Regions from separate parts of the Mus musculus genome. Here region 2 is linked to region 1. Evidence: chromatin contacts called from public HiChIP or PLAC-seq data. All regions are on one chromosome and are shown on one strand. The core of a region is the stretch at or near the end of the contact, and the rest is flanking DNA. Distances in the headings are between cores, read along the strand shown. Region 1 has its middle 17 kb from the start of 4930578M01Rik. Region 2 overlaps Fmnl3 (formin-like 3).

Region 1 (7,694 bases), core at 3,794-6,293:
TCTGGTCCATGGGTGAACAACAGCAACAACAAAGTACACAAATAGGAAAACAGAACAGAGCAATGAGAGGAGGAGATCAAGCCAGCAAGGAGGTCAGCAGACATGGCGGGCAAGTGGTCACACGGTCAAGGAGGGAGGGAGGAAAGGAGGCCAAAGTAGCAGAAAAGTATACTTGGGGTCAAGCCAGCTTCCAGAAAAAAAAGAGACAGGGAAAAAAAAAAAAAAGAAAGAAAGGAAGGAAGGAAGGAAGGAAAACGAAAATTTTTGCTTTATTTATTTATTTATTTATTTTTGTAGGAATCATCTTTTATTGGGGGAGGGTTCATCAATTCTTTTTTTTTTAATTTATTTATTATATGTAAGTATACTGTAGCTGTCTTAGACACTCCAGAAGAGGCATCCAATTTCGTTACGGATGGTTGTGAGCCACCATATGGTTGCTGGGATTTGAACTCAGGACCTTTGGAAGAGCAGTCGGTGCTCTTAACCCCTGAGCCATCTCACCAGCCCCGGGTTCATCAATTCTTGACTGCCGCCTTCCTCATGGCTGCCAGCCCGTTGCTCAGCTCCTCCCGCTTTCTCTTGGCGCGGATGTGCGTGCCCACCCTCTTCTTAATGAACTTGAGTGCGCGCTTGTCCTTGGACACTTTGAGCAACTCCATGGCTCGCGGCTCGTAGGGCGCGAAGCCGCACACCTCCCGGATCATGTCCCGCATCGACTTGGTGTGCTTGGTGAGGCGCCCCCGGTGCCAGCTGTGTCTCGGCTTGCTGACGTTTTTTGTCACCTTGTGGCCCTTGTTGAGGCCCACAGCCATGGGGTAACGCAGAGCCATGGCTGCTGCTCTCCAATTTTGCATTTCTACCTCAGGCCTCAAAGACCAGGAGACCCAGGTGAACCTCCTGGTGGCTTGTGCAGCTTAATTCCATCACTTTTCAATCGCATAGCATTTAAATTACATATTCTTTATTTTCTGGTTTTTCTTTTTTGTTTTTTTTTGGGGGGGTTGGGTTTTTTTGTTTTTGTTTTTTGTTTTTTGTTTTGTTTTGTTTTGTTTTTTGAGACAGAGTTTCTCTGTATAGCCCTGGCTGTCCTGGAACTCACTCTGTAGATCAGGCTGGCCTCAAACTCAGAAATCTGCCTGCCTCTGCCTCCCAAGTGCTGGGATTAAAGGCATGCGCCACCACGCCCCGGCTATTTTCTGATTTTTCAAGACACAGTTTCTCTGTGTAGCCCTGACTGTCCTAATTCACTCTGTAGACCACCCTGGCCATGAACTCAAGAGATCCTCCTGCCTCTGCCTCCCGAGTCCTGAGGTTAAAGGCTTGCACCAATACCATCTGGCCCTAAGCATTATTTAATTAAGTGTGTCTGTGTGAATATATCCTCTGGAATGTAGGTGCCAGCTGAAGCCGGAAAGGGGCTACCTATCCCCTCAGAGAAGAAGTTATGGTGGTTTTGAGCCATCACCAAAAGTGGGTACTTGGAACTTTGGAAGAACTGTGAGACCCTTAACCACAAGCACACAACCACAAAGCCATCTCTTCTGCCCTGTGTTTAGTTTTCTACTGCCACATGTGGTGGCTCGGGAGTCTGAGCCCTCGCTCTGGAGTAGTGTTCTGAGTTTGAAGCTAGCCTGAGCTATCAAGTAAGTTCTAGACCTGTCTGAGTTGAGAATGAGTCTATCTCAAAACACAAACCAACAAAAAGATTAAAAAACAAACAAACAAACAAAAACAGGCTCACAGTCCAGTTTCCTGACGGTTCACCCATTACTACATTCATTGCTACATTCCCCACTCCATTTTCTTAGCTGTGAGCATCTTCCCTGAGTCCCTCAGGAGAGAGCTAATGTTGCTAACAGTAGAGCTGGTCAATTTCACCCACCTGGGCTTGGGGACTTGGCAAAGAAAACCATGGGAAGCATTGACTGACACAGACCCGGAGGCACTCAGGATCAGCCATGTTCCAGTAGGCAACACCATTGATAAACGTAGGGAGAGGCGTTATGCACACTCTGCGCAGGTGCCAAGGCTCCAGACCTTCTAACCCCGCCCCACTTACAGAGGGTGCTGATTGGCTCAAACGTTCAAAATAACTCCATGGAGGTAGGTGAATGTAAGAAGGCACGGCAGCAGCGAAGGCAGAACACTGGACCACATCGCTTGAGGGAGTAGGGAAGGCGTCATCAACAAGGCCAGGGCTTGGCCTCCATCTTCCAGACGTAAGACAAAGTTTTTACTGTTCATTTCATTTAAACATCCTAGCGTGTCGTCATGGAGACAGATATTCTCAGCTGCCCAGCAAACCAAAGTTCAGAGAGTTCTTGGAGGACCAAGATGGAGGGAAAGGACCTACGAATTGAGATGAACGCCTGGGATAAGATGGGAGGTCATCCCACGGGAACCAGTCTGTCATGCGAGGAGTGGAGCTGTCTTGGCGACCAACTTGCAAGGGAAGCCCAGGAGATTTGTGGTTCAAGCTGACCGATTTCAGAGCTGAGGCCAGAGCTATCAGGTCAGTCCCAGGATCCATATCAGGTTCTTTACATCCTGAAGCCCCTGGTCGCTGCCAAGGCGCAGGAGGACACTGGCCAGGAAGAATGCAGTGAGCGATCAGGAAAGGGTGGGTGATTCTGAGCTATAACATTTTGCTTTTGCATTTTGTTTTGAGGCAAGGTCCTTTTAGGTAGTTCTAGCTGTTCTGGAGTTTGCTATGTAGACCAAGCTGTCCTGGAACTCATAGAGATCTTCCTGCCTCTGACTCCTAAGTGCTGAGATTAAAGGCATGCACCTTTATGACTGACTAGCCATACCATTTTGGCCAAGTAGCTGGAAAGATTGGAGTTGATTAGCCAAACCATTTCATGGTGTTTGAAAAGCAACAAGAAGCCAGCCGTGATGGCGCACACCTTTAGTTCCAGTGAGGCCAGTAAGGGCTACATAGTGAGACCCTGTCTCAAAAACCAAACAAACAGGACTGGAGAGATGGCTCAGTGGTTGAAAGGCTGTCTGCTCTTCCAGAGGACCTTGGTTTGGTCCCCAGCACCCACTTGGTGGCTCGGCTCACAGCTATCTGTAACTCTACTTCCATGGATTCTGATGCCCTCTTCTGGCCTTCATTAGCATTGCACACATAAGTAAAAAAAATTTTTTTAAATAAAGATGAGTTTCTTGATTAAAAACTGTATCCTTGGGACTGGCGAGATGGCTCAGTGGGTAAGAACACTGACTGCTCTTCCGAAGCTAGCATGCCTTTGACATGGCTGCTTAGGAGGCCAGGGCAGATCACAAGTTTTTTTTTTTTTTTTTTTTTTTTAAAGATTTATTTATTTATTTATTATATGTAAGTACATTGTAGCTGTCTTCAGACACTCCAGAAGAGGGGGTCAGATCTTGTTACGGATGGTTGTGAGCCACCATGTGGTTGCTGGGATTTGAACTCTGCACCTTCGGAAGAGCAGTCGGGTGCTCTAACCCACTGAGCCATCTCACCAGCCCCCAGATCACAAGTTTTATTTAATTTAACTTCACTTAAGCATGTGGAGTCCTGAGTTAACTGTGCAGTGTTGTCATGGGAGCATGACCACGGCAAGGATGTCAATGCCTCCCCTGCTTGGGATTGAAGCTGCCTCCTCCAAGGGTCTACATGCCTGGTTCCCAGGCTGCTGGTGGTACAGTTCTCTGCGGGGCCGTGGGTGTGGGGGAAAGAGGGGAATGGGAGAGAGTCCACGACCCGCCAGAGTTCTGGTGTTCTGGGCGGGCGACACGGGAGGACTGCGCACGCTTTTCACGCGGCCCCAGGTGGACATCTGGGCTGTGTGAAGCCACTGAGCCCACACGGTGGGTGGTGGACAAGGGTCAGCCCTAGGTACCAGGTTCTCAGCCTCCGGCATCCCACGCTGGATACGGAGGAGGAGCTGAGAACAGAATAAGGGCCCCGGGGACAGCACTGGGCCCCGGGGATGAGGGGAGGAGAGTGCAGGGGGAGAGGGGGTCCTGGATGGTTCCCATGTGGGTGTGAGTCCTTGGTCAGATCCGTGGCTGGAGCACGGGATGGCCTTCTGGCGGGAGGTTAGACACCGGGCTCCCATCCTTCAAGCACGTGGAGAGAGGGGGAAAGGGAGAGAGAAGTAGGGCTAGAGAGTAAGAAAGGTAAGAGCTTAAGAGAGCTAGGAGGGTCCAAGCAGCCCCTTTTATAGTGGGCTGGGCTATCTTGCTGTTGCCAGGTAACTGTGGGGAGGAACATATCTGGCTATAGACAGGTAACTGTGAGGGTGGAGTCTAGCCAGAATGCCCGAAGCTTGGCACATTGTCTGCAAGACTGATAGTCACAGAATTATGGACAGTCACCTGATTCTGGGAACGTGGCTCGCCTTTCCGTCCCTTGTAGATTTCTCTATTGGGTCACAGGAGCAAGCCCCATTCAACCAAAATAGGCTGCCTATCACAGTCCCACAGTTCTCCCCAGACCCTGCTTCTCCTTCCGTTTGCCTGTGTGTCTTTCTTCATCCCCTTGTTCCCCAAGTCAGGTTCCCCGGACCTTTCTGTGTAGGTCCAAACACTTAAAGACCAGGCCATCTCTTAACTGTAACCCTCAGTAAAATTGAAAAGTAAACTACATTCTGCCGACACACAGCGGCACAGAATAGAGATTATAGTTCCAAGAGGAGGAAGTGGGGCACAGTGAGGGAATCCTAGACCAAAGCAAGGCCGAAACCTGGCCCAGGCAAATCCCAAATCCTGTAGTCCATGTCTGATGTCACTGTTCCACTCCTGTGTGCAGCTCTCCTGGGCAGGTATCCCATGGCTCTGGGATCTCCAAAGCAGGGGCAGGTGGGTGGAGCTTTTTGAGTTCCAGGCCAGCATGGTCTGAGAGCTGGTTTCAAAAATTAAAGGGGGGGGGGGGTAGCGGAGGAGATGGGAGGGGTTGGAGAGGGGAGGTAAAGTGGGGAGGAAGAAGAGGAAGACAAAAGGTCAAAAGATAGCCCCAGGGCAGGCGCTGGCTTCTCAAGAATGCTGAGTCTGCAGTTCTCAACAGCCACGTGTGACTTAGGCAGCTCCCGTAGTTCCCGCTTTGCCGCTGCCTTCTGTCCAGAACAGAGCTGTCACATTCTCAGCAGAGCAGCTGCGACCCCACCAAGATCAGGCCGGCCTCCATTCCCTCATCCAACGACTCTCAGCCCAGGCTGCAGTCACACCCTCCTGGGCACCAGCCCCCGGTGCAGGGGATACTGCGCCAGCGGCTCTGGACTCCTGGGGTATTAGTATGTACAGGAAGTAAAAGATTCATCGTTAAAGCTATGCAGCTTTCAGGAGGCTGGCTCCTACGCGGGGGCGGGTCTTCGGGATTCGGCTGTTTGGGGGTCACCCATGTTCAGATAAACTCACTGACTCATCAGAAGTTCAACTTGGGTGGAATTGGTCCTTGGTGTGCTGGCGCCCTCTGTGGAAAGAACGGGCCTTTGTGTCTCCCGGGCGGGGGTGGGGGGGGGTGGGGGTGGTGGACGGACGACAAGGTATCAGTGGCTCAGAGGGGGATGAAGGAATGTTTTTATTTTGAGACAGGGTTTTATTATATAGCCAGGGCTGGCCTAAGCTGGCTGTGGAGAGAACTCTAGGCAATCCTTTCTCTGCCTTCCAAGCGCTAGGATCACGGGAATGTGCCGCAGTGTCTTGCATGGTTTTTCATTTTCCTCTCCTTTTGAGACAGGGTCCCCTGTAGCTGAGGCTGGCCTTCGCCCAGCTGCCCTCTCTTCCTAAGTCTCCTGTCTCCTCCCACTGCTCCCCTCTGCTTTCATACATGGGATCACAAGGCAGCTTTTCAGGGACACGGGACACGATTATAGGTTGATAAGATAAAACATAGGTCAAGTTGTGTGGAAGCTCTTTCCTGTAAGATTTATTTGGGAGCAGGAGAGATGGCTCAGAGGCTAAGAGCACCAGCTGCTCTTGCAGAGGATATAGAGTACAAATCCCAGCTCCCACACGGTGGCTCACAACCATCCCAACTCCAGTTCCAGGGGATGCAACCCCTCATCAGACAACTGTGGCAACCAGGCAACACATATGGTGTACATACACTCAAACACATAGATAAGTCTTTTTAATAAACGGTTTTAAAGTATTCTCACACAGTAAAAGAATTGTAAGCTTGAGATCCATGCTAATGTTTGCTGCCCCCTACTGGAATCTTTTGGGAGAAAACCCCGAGTCCTGGTTATGCATTCAAATAAAAATAACCCTGCGTGGACAGTTAGCTGATGTTACCTTCTAGTGGACATTTTCCAGAACTCGCCATACTCCGTCTCTCATTTCAGAGATTGGAGGCACGCTTCTGCTCTTCTACGTGGCCTTGGTAACTCCAGGCCCTGGGGGCTCCTCTCAGGCCCCGGTCTCCACAGAGCAACCTGAGGGCACCAGGAAGTGTCTTCTTAGAGGTGTCTTTGGCTCTGACATTCTGAGACACCTGTCGTAACTGCTGAGCCGTCTCTCAGCCCAATATAATCAAATATTTTGTATTCTAAAAGTATAACCTTGGTGGGTTTGAGGTTGGGTTTGTTTGTTTGTTTGTTTGTTTTTTGTTTTTCAAGACAAACTCACTCTGTAGACCAGGCTGGCCCCAAACTCAGAAATTCGTCTGCCTCCCAAGTGCTGGGATTAAAGATGTGCACCACCATGCTGGGCGAGGGTTTTTTTTTTTTTTTTTTTTTTAAGATTTATTTATTGTTATTTATATGAGTACACTGTAGCTGTCTACAGACACACCAGAAGAGGGCATCGGATCCCATTACAGATGGTTGTGAGCCACCATGTGGTTGCTGGGTATTGAACTCAGGACCTCTGGAAGAGCGGTCAGTGCTCTTAACCGCTGAGCCATCTCTCCAGCCCGAAGGGTTATTATTGCTTTTTATACAGTCTCCTATATCCTAGTTGACCTCAAATGATAAATAGATAGATGATAGATAGATAGATAGATAGATAGATAGATAGATAGATAGATAGATAGATGATAGATAGAGGAGGCTGACCTTGAACTACAAATCCTCCTGCCTCCGTAAGTGCTAGAATTGCAGGCATATGCTCCCACATCTGATTTATGTCGTGTTAAGGATCGACCCCCTGGACCTGTTGCCTGCTTGGCAAGCATTCTGTCTGCTGAACTAATGATTCCCATAATTCCCAGCTTTCCTGTTAGCAGTTTTGTTTGCTTGTTTGGTTTTTCAGAAGGCTCTTTTGAAAAATGTGTATGAGTGGGGTGTTGTGTTTTTGTTTTTGTTTTTGTTTTTGTTTTTTCGTGTAAGTTTGTACCACATGCACTTGGTGTCAAAAGAGACCAAGAGAGAGTGTGTCAGATCCCTTGAAACCGGATAGTTACTGATAGTTACGGATAGAAACAGATAGTTACAAGCTGTCATTTGTGCACTTGGAACAGAACTTAAGTCCTCCTTGCTAAGGGCAATAGGTTCTACGAGAACTAGCCGTCTCTCCAAGCTCCCTAGACAAGTTGTTTGTTTTTGTTTCCTTTTCAAAATTGAGTCTCACTAGGTAGCCCTGGCAGACTTGGATCTCTGTAGACCAGCCTGGCCTCGAACTTGGGGATCTGCCCGCCTCTGCCTCTGGGTGTTGGTACTAAAGGCATGCATCACTATTGCCTAGGTTTCCTTGTGAGGATTTTTTAAAAGATTTATTTATTT
Region 2 (7,694 bases), core at 1,545-4,044, 330 kb before region 1:
GGGTTTGGATGGTGCCAAGGGACAACTAGAGGCTGAGTTCCCTCAAATTGAGCAGTGTAGGCATCCTCCTTCCTTAGCACCCTCCATGAACATTGTGTTTCTGTGTGCATACATGTGCGTTTTCCTTTCAGGAAAGATTTCAAGTAAAGAATCCTCCCCACACCTATATCCAGAAACTCCAGAGCTTCTTGGACCCCAATGTAACACGGAAGGTAAAGTACAAGACAGAAAGTCCCTGTTTAGGCACAGACCTTTTGCCTTGACATTGATTCTTGATTAATGGGAGTTGAATATCCGGGCTTTGAGGTCTAAAGTGACTGTCCAGAGCTAGAGGGAAGCCTGTAATTGCACTCCCTGTGTTTTCTTCTCTGCCTCCTTTATTTATAGTATAAAATTGGATAGCTGGGTATGGTAGTGTATGGCTGTGATACACTTAGAAGACTGAGGCAAGAGGATTGTGGGTTCCAGACTAACCTGAGCTACATCGCAAGATGCTGCATACATCCTCCTCAAACATAGACAGGGTTGAGAAAGAGGTTAGAGAGATGACTCAGCAGTTAAAAGACCATGCTGTTTTCCCAGAGGAGCCAGCCTCAGTTCCTAACATCCACAGCGTCTTACAACTCTTGTAACTGCAGTTCCCAGAACTCCAGTGTTGTCTTCTGGCCCCTTTAGGCAGTGCATGCACACGGTCCATAGACATGCAGGCAGGCAAAGCACTCATACACAAAAATATAAATAAATAAAATCGAGAGGGGGCAGGCGTGGTGGTGCATGACTTTCATCGAAGCACTCAGGAGGCAGAGGCAGGGAGCTCTCTGAGTGTGAGGCCAACCTGATCTACACAGTGAGTTCCAGGACAGCCAAGGCTACACAGAGAAACCCTGCCTTAGAAAAAAAGAAAAAAAAGGAAAAGAAAGATGGTTGGCAGGGAATGCCCATCAAGTGACAGAGGCTCCCTGTTTACAGAAGTTCCGGAGGAGAGTGCAGGAGTCCACTAAAGTCCTACGGGAGCTGGAGATCTCACTTCGCACCAATCACATTGGGTAAGTCAGGTTTGTCATCTGCTCTCCCTGACACCAGACACTGCCTCCCACACAGGTTTGGGTCCCCTTTTTTGGTTTATCCTTCCGGCCATGAATAGCATCTGGCTCCACAGAGCTTTAGACGTGCCATTTCTGGCTTTTCTGCCCTTCTGTACTGCCAGCTGCTGACCGGTTACTTCTGGCAAGCTTGGGGCCTCTCTTGGGGTCCTGTGGCTTTGACTGGAAGACATTCCCATAGCAGCTGAGACCAGAGTCTGCCTGTGGTCTGGTACTGGGCCAAGAAAGGCCTGGCAAAGGTTGGGACGTGAGATGTATTATATTGAACAATGAAATTAGTTACTAATTGGTGACTAGTTAGATTTTTTGGTATAGAGATTACTTATTTGTTTGAAAGAAAATAATCTTTGTACATGAGCAGAAGAGGCTTCCTAAAGCACTGGAGGTGTAAGACAGGATCAGGCGTTGGCTGTCTCCCGTGCTCACAGATCCTATTGCTGCCAGTGCGCTGAGTGGGCCCCAGGGTCTGTGCAAGACTTTCAGCCTGATCAGGGAACCAGGGGTTGCTGAGGAAGCTAAGGGCTGATGCTGAGGCTCAGGGAGAGTACAGCGCCTCTGTCCCATGAAGCTGTTCCAGCAAGAGTAAGAAACAACTGGAAAGAGTGGCCACACAGAAGGGACAGTGAACTAAGACCGCAGCACTTCAGGTAGGGGTGCCTCAGTGAGAGCAGTGAAGGGTGAAGTGGGTTTCTGGGTAGATGCCAGCCTGCGTCCCTGAGCTTTCTGAGAGTAAGGTGGAAAGAGCCACTGACATCACCAGCTTTTCCTCTTTTGTCAAGCGCAGCCTACGTGTCTGCCCCAGGCCTGATGTGCCTGGACCCCTTTAGAGGGAGAGGACATCTGTATGTAGCCAGCTGCAACAGCACTCAGAAGGGAAGCAGCACAGGAGAGGACAGGAAAGGGACCCTTCCTGGTGTTGGGAGCTGCGCTGTGGTAGCCAAAGCATGGCTTCCACACTACAGTCATCTGTGACCCAGACATGGAAAGCCACCAAGAAAGGTGTGGCCAAACCCTGCTGTCCCCACTCCCACCCTTAAGAATCTCACAGAAGGAAAACTAGGAGAGTGCATCACTTAGGCTTTGTGTGTGGTTGAGAGTGACACTGTGGCAGTCCTGAGCACCCCGGGCCTCTCTCAGGCCTTGCCGTCTTCTCTAAGTCCTGCTGTAACTGGTGGGAGGATGGGGGGTCTGCTCTCCTTGGCAGAGGAGCACAAAGAAACAGTCCCCTGTGGTTAGCACAGTTCCAGGCCCCAGGGCTTCTTAGCATTGGCTCACAAGTTTGAGGTCTAGACCCAGCCCTTGGTTCCCAGGGAAGAGTTAAGCCCGTGCCATCTAATCTGAGGCTTCTCTGGGTAGTTCTATGAGGAGACAGGATCCTTCTCTTCAGGAAGCTTGTCAGGCTAGTCAGGGGTGGAAGGAGGCCAGGACCAAGTGAGAAGGGGATCCTGCTTTGCTTACAGCCAGATGGACGGGGTCCTGCAGGAGTGAGGCCCGCGGTGTATGGGGTCTCTTGCTCTGGGCTGAGGCTGCCTGAGTAGGATTCCAGGGCCCTCTAGCTCTTGTGGTTTGTATTGGTTTTCTGCCTTGTCAAAGTGCCCTTTAACCTCCCCTCAAAGTGTCAGGATCCCTAAAATAGCAGTGTAGACTCAGACAGGAAATGAGAAGGGGGTGGGGAGCTGGAGAGCAGACAGACAGGAAATGGGAGGCCTGTCGGCCCCCAGAGAGGAAGCTAACTTGAGGCAGCTCCAGTGTCAGCTTCAGCTGGAGCTTTGCTGGCAAATCAGCCAAGCCTGGTGCTCTAGCGCCAGCCTCTCAGCTGCGGGTGTGGCTAGCCAGGATGGAGCTGGTGTTCCAGCTGTGGGGTAGACACAGCCCTGCAGGGCAGTTTGGACACAGCTGGACTATGTAGTTCCATGGACATTTCAGGAGGACTAGAGTACTCAGGAGAACAAGGCTTCCATCCTGAGGGGTTTAATGTCTCTGCACTGAAATAGACCTGTCACAACCCCCCACCAATTCTAAGGGAGTTTGCTCTTCACTTTTATTCCAGAGTTAGCATAGGCCAAAGGGAAAGCAAAAATGCCCCAGGTCATTGTCCTCCTGTCTGCTCACCTGCCTGCCTTTCCACATTGCCATCTTCCTGGGAGAGCCATGACTGGAGCGTGTATGTTCCCTAAGCTTTTTTGGTTCTGCCGGACCCACTCCAGCCGAACACAGAACTCTCACAACCATCTTTGCTCATTGCTTCTCAAAATTGAACTCAGCGGTGAGCCCTCTGGCCCTGTAAGGCTCTCTTTGAGATTTATGGCACTAGGGACTTGCAGGCTTTTCCAGGCCCAGCTCTGTGAGTGGTGAATGCTCTGGATGCCTCCCCAATTCCTCCAGCACATGGTGGAAAAGGACTTCATGCCTAGCATTGTATCAGATCAAAGGGACACAGGAAATAATGGGGTTATAACCTGGCCCAAGAGGAGAGACTGGCTAGAATCTCATCTGGCTGAAGCCCATTTGTGATGTATTCTCCTGCCTCTGGGAAGTCCAGGCTGGCAGCATGACCACATAGGGGCCTGTCATAGGTTATGGTTTTCAGGATTTTCTCAGCCTGATAGTAGGTTCCAGTAGCATGCAAGAGAGCAAATTTATTGAGGGCTAGATTGCTGGGTCAGAGCCTCCACCAAACCAAGCCAGTTTGCACACTACATCCACTGTGTTTGCTGTATCTGCAGGTGGGTGAGGGAGTTTCTCAATGATGAGAACAAAGGCCTGGACGTGCTGGTGGATTACCTGTCATTTGCCCAGTGTTCTGTCATGTAAGTACCACAGGGCAAAGGTTGGGGACTCACTGGGAAGCAGACAGTCCCCATCTATTTAGAAGAAGGATGAGGGCTGGGAATGCAAGCCAGCAGAGCATTGCCTGCCATGTGCTGAGGCTGAGGTGTCAGGCTCCAGCATGGGGGAAATGTGGGGTGGGAAAGAAAAAGGAAGAGTGAGATTCCAACAGAGAAGGTGGGCATGGGCATCCCCAGAGCAGGAGGAAGTAGCTCAAGTGTTGCTGCAGACATGAGCAGGCAAGACAAGGGAATAGCAGGCATCAGCAAGGACTGGAAAGTTAGCTGGAGTAGAAGACATGTTCTAGGGAGCATGAAGAGAACAGTCCGGCAAGGGAGCTTGGAGTCAGAAGCCAAGTGATCCAAGTACCAGGCTGCAGGACCTCCAGGAAATAGCCTGGATCCTCAGGAGACAGGCTCCTTAGGGTTTCATCATTTCAACAACATTGAGTCTTCATGAGGCAGCTTGGGCCCTGAGATGTGAGAGGGTGACTATAGGCCTATTGTTGAGGAAGGCCAGTGAGCGTGGTGACCTTCGACCCGAACAGATCGAATAAGTATTTGGGAGCATTTTCAAGACATCCTTTTCATATGGAGGGAGTTAGCTGTTGGTTAGCACAGGAGAGCAAGCATGGTGAGGTGCAGTGAATGAGAGCTTTTGGAGTCAAAGTTGTGTTGTGCACTATCTGTGGAACCTCAGGTACCTTTGTCCTCCTGACTAAACAAATTAGATGGGAAGGTGTGTATCCCTCTTAGCCTCCTCCCCTGGTGGCTGCTCTGCTGTTAGTTATCACCCAGGTGATAAGCCTGCCTCTAATCTTTGGACATAGAGAAAGAAGGCTAACTGTGATAGTAAATGAAGTTAGCAGCATATGCAGGCTTACACTTTAGTTAGACAAGTCAGCCTAAGGAGGACAGTCCAGGTTTGCTCTCAGCTTCCCATGGGTCCCGAACTGAAAGTCCCTAGTCTGCAGAAATCCGGGTCTTGAGCCTTGGACCTTGCCTAGACATCTGCTTGTCCACTGTCCCTGCCCTTATGGCTCTTCTTGGTCCAGTGTGTTTCCTCCAGGGGACCTAGCAATGTCTCCCAGGTTTAGCTTCCCATCCCACTTGCAGGTCATTCTCTTTAAAGCCAGAGTAACCTGCTTCCCATCCACATCTCTGTGGAAGTCCTACTTCACGGTTCTCCTGTCCCTTTAAATAATCTTTTTATAGAAAAAAATGGGGAAGTTTTGCTTAAGTGAATTTTTAGTTCAGAACTTTTATAGTAAAAAGATATAGATCATTTCCCCAAATATGCCTGTCTTTCTTGAAAAAGCAAACAATCCCATTGCTCCAAACCAAGACTACACTTTGGTGTCCAGGGCAGTCAGTGCCTTTGAAAGTAGAGTCCAGGGAGCAAGAGACAGTGTTTTGGAATGGCTCGAGAGGAAAGGGGTGATCCATGGCTGGGTCACCCTGTTACATGCCACCTGTCAGGACACCTCCTGACCCTGGCAGCCTCTCCTCTGTGGGTACCCTTTGTTCCAGAAAGCCCCAGCCTTTGACACTGGGCGTTCACAGTGGGCAAAATGTCCTATGGGGGAAAGCCTTTGGGAGATATGCCCCAGTTCTTAGAGGCTGGGGTACAGGGCAGGAGGGACCAGTGAGATAGGGGCTGGGGATGTAAGAGAGTGTTGTGTGATGTCAGCTGACCTCTTTGCTCTGGACACTGCTACTTATGGTAACAGACCTGTTGCAGGAAGTAACCAGAAACAACACTCACTTCCTCAGGGGCTAGAATACCTCCCTCTTCACAGTTCTCAGCTCCCAGTTCCAGGGAAGCTGAAGATGAGGAGAAAGACATAGAAGCCTCAGTCATAAAACATCCACCATTAAGAGAGCTAGGCCTGGGATGTAGCTCACTAGGAGACCTCCTATGAGCATACTGGCCTGGCAGGAGACCCCTGGCTCACTCCTCAGCACTGACAAAGCTAAACAAGCCAAACCACAGAAGGCAGTTAGTAGTGTGAGACAGTGGTGTACTGGCTGAGCTTAAAGGGCCACCTCTGGCTTTTCAGAATCCTAATTCTTTTCTTTTCAGACCTGTCCAGCTCTTGATGAGCTGGGCTACTTTAGGGTGCTCGGAGTCTCTTGGTCACTGCCACTGGCCACTGAGTAGGACCTGCAGTTGGCTCATTTCCCTCCAGCATCTTTGGTACAGATATTTAAGTAGAGTCATGGTGATTTAAGATGTCCCATTTGAGGCTGGGAGCACAGGAAGCCTGCCAGCCCTCACAGCCCTTGGGCCATGGAGAAGACTTGAGACTCCCCTCTCCTAGAGCTGTCCAGGCCTCCTCTGCCCTGCCTTACGTTGGTAGCTCCAACCAGGATCAGGTCTCCCATGCCTAACTCTGTCTCCTCTTCTTGCTGCCCCTGCTTTTTGTTTGCCACAGAGGCCTGAAGAGGGGGAGATGGGCTTGCTGGGGGCTTGGCACAGAACTTCCCTTGTATATGTGCCTGCGTGTGTGCATGTGCGTGTCCTCTCATGCTCTAGGTTTGACTTTGAGGGTCTGGAGAGTGGTGATGACGGTGCATTTGACAAGCTCCGGTCCTGGAGCAGGTCAATCGAGGACCTGCAACCGCCCAACGCCCTGTCGGCCCCCTTCACCAACAGCCTCGCTCGCTCTGCGCGTCAGTCCGTGCTCCGGTATGTGCGCGCTTACTCTGCCCCCTGCCTCCCACCCCAGCCCCAGCCCCGGTCTTGGTGACCCGGTGAGTGCTTACGCTCCCCCCTCCACTCTTGCTTCCAGGCTCAGCTCTCTTGCCCTCTGCCTGTTCGCCTGTCTCTGATCTGTCCTCTCTCTCCCTGACTCTGCCCAGCGGTCTGTCCTGGGTAAGTACATGGTCCTCCTCTGTCCCCCCTGATGCTCCAGCTGTCCCCTTCCCCGTCCTCACTCTCTCCTAGCCATTCCTTCCTGACCTCAGGCAGGGCTTGGGCTTTACTGGCCAGTTCAGCTCCTGCCCCCAAACCCATTTCCCCCTTAACTCTCTCTTTTCCCATCAGCTCGTAGAGAACAGCCCCAGCTACGCGCTGGCTCCTTCCTTTCCCTTCCCTTTCCCCTTCAGGTCTTTTCTCTCCAAAGTTGTGCCTTCTTTTGTCTGTGGTTTCACAAGAGCGGTCCTGTGGTGGACTGGATCACTTTGCAGAGGCCCTGTTACTCAGAGGCTGTCCTTGTAGATCCGTAGCCTTTCCTTTGACCTGTGTCTCTCTCGTGACTCTTCTCTTCTCGGATTTTGTGTCATGGACACTGCTCATCATTCTGGTCTTGCAGGAGCAGATTCTGTATGTGCTTCCCCCTCTCACAAAGCATTAAGGCAGTAGAGAGATGATACAGAGCCAGGCATAGCCTGAGCCTTCATAAGGCCTGTGTTTTCTGCTCTGCCTTTGGGGGACTTGAGAATGAGATGAGCACAAAGACTCACCTGCCCCACTGAATGTGCCAAAGATGTAACTAAACGAGCATATCTTTGTGACCTACCCCAAGAACTACAAATTCCTCAAAACAATTTTGTATTTCAGAGGTCTCTGGGGTTAGCATGATTTTGACAGAGTATAGAGCTGGGGCCCTGGGCAGTTGCCAACAAAGACATGTACCAAAGAGGTGAATGGCTGGCTTCACTGCCTTCTGCACCCTGGCTGTCTTGGCATTTGGTACAAGGTCTTCTTTCCTCCATTTCTGCTGTTTCTACAGGGCAGCCTGGTGGTCTAACCTTCACCAGC

Evidence for each region. HiChIP or PLAC-seq counts read pairs in DNA pulled down with a chosen protein or histone mark.
Region 2: an H3K4me3 HiChIP or PLAC-seq map of bone marrow-derived macrophages shows a contact between it and region 1, with 2.6 times the contacts expected there. The contact joins two enhancer-like sites. A contact is called at or near these places in 2 of 115 datasets of contacts at active chromatin or transcription factors (bone marrow-derived macrophages and extraembryonic endoderm stem cells).

The regions. Positions count from the first base shown.
Region 1 is chr15:98,999,195-99,006,888 of GRCm38.p6, reverse strand. It overlaps the pseudogene Gm8973. Among named protein-coding and RNA genes, the nearest start is that of 4930578M01Rik, 17 kb to the right of the region's middle. Within about 2 kb of position 5,043, at least 44 of the 459 cell types and tissues checked have an H3K27ac peak or open chromatin away from gene starts, as enhancers often do. A contact at or near this core is called in bone marrow-derived macrophages, where this site is marked.
Region 2 is chr15:99,328,206-99,335,899 of GRCm38.p6, reverse strand. Fmnl3 (formin-like 3) reads left to right here. Exons shown (of 27, transcript NM_011711.2): 3 at 132-212; 4 at 970-1,046; 5 at 3,830-3,913; 6 at 6,468-6,620. Among named protein-coding and RNA genes, the nearest start is that of Gm22951, 36 kb to the left of the region's middle. Within about 2 kb of position 2,794, at least 292 of the 459 cell types and tissues checked have an H3K27ac peak or open chromatin away from gene starts, as enhancers often do. A contact at or near this core is called in bone marrow-derived macrophages, where this site is marked.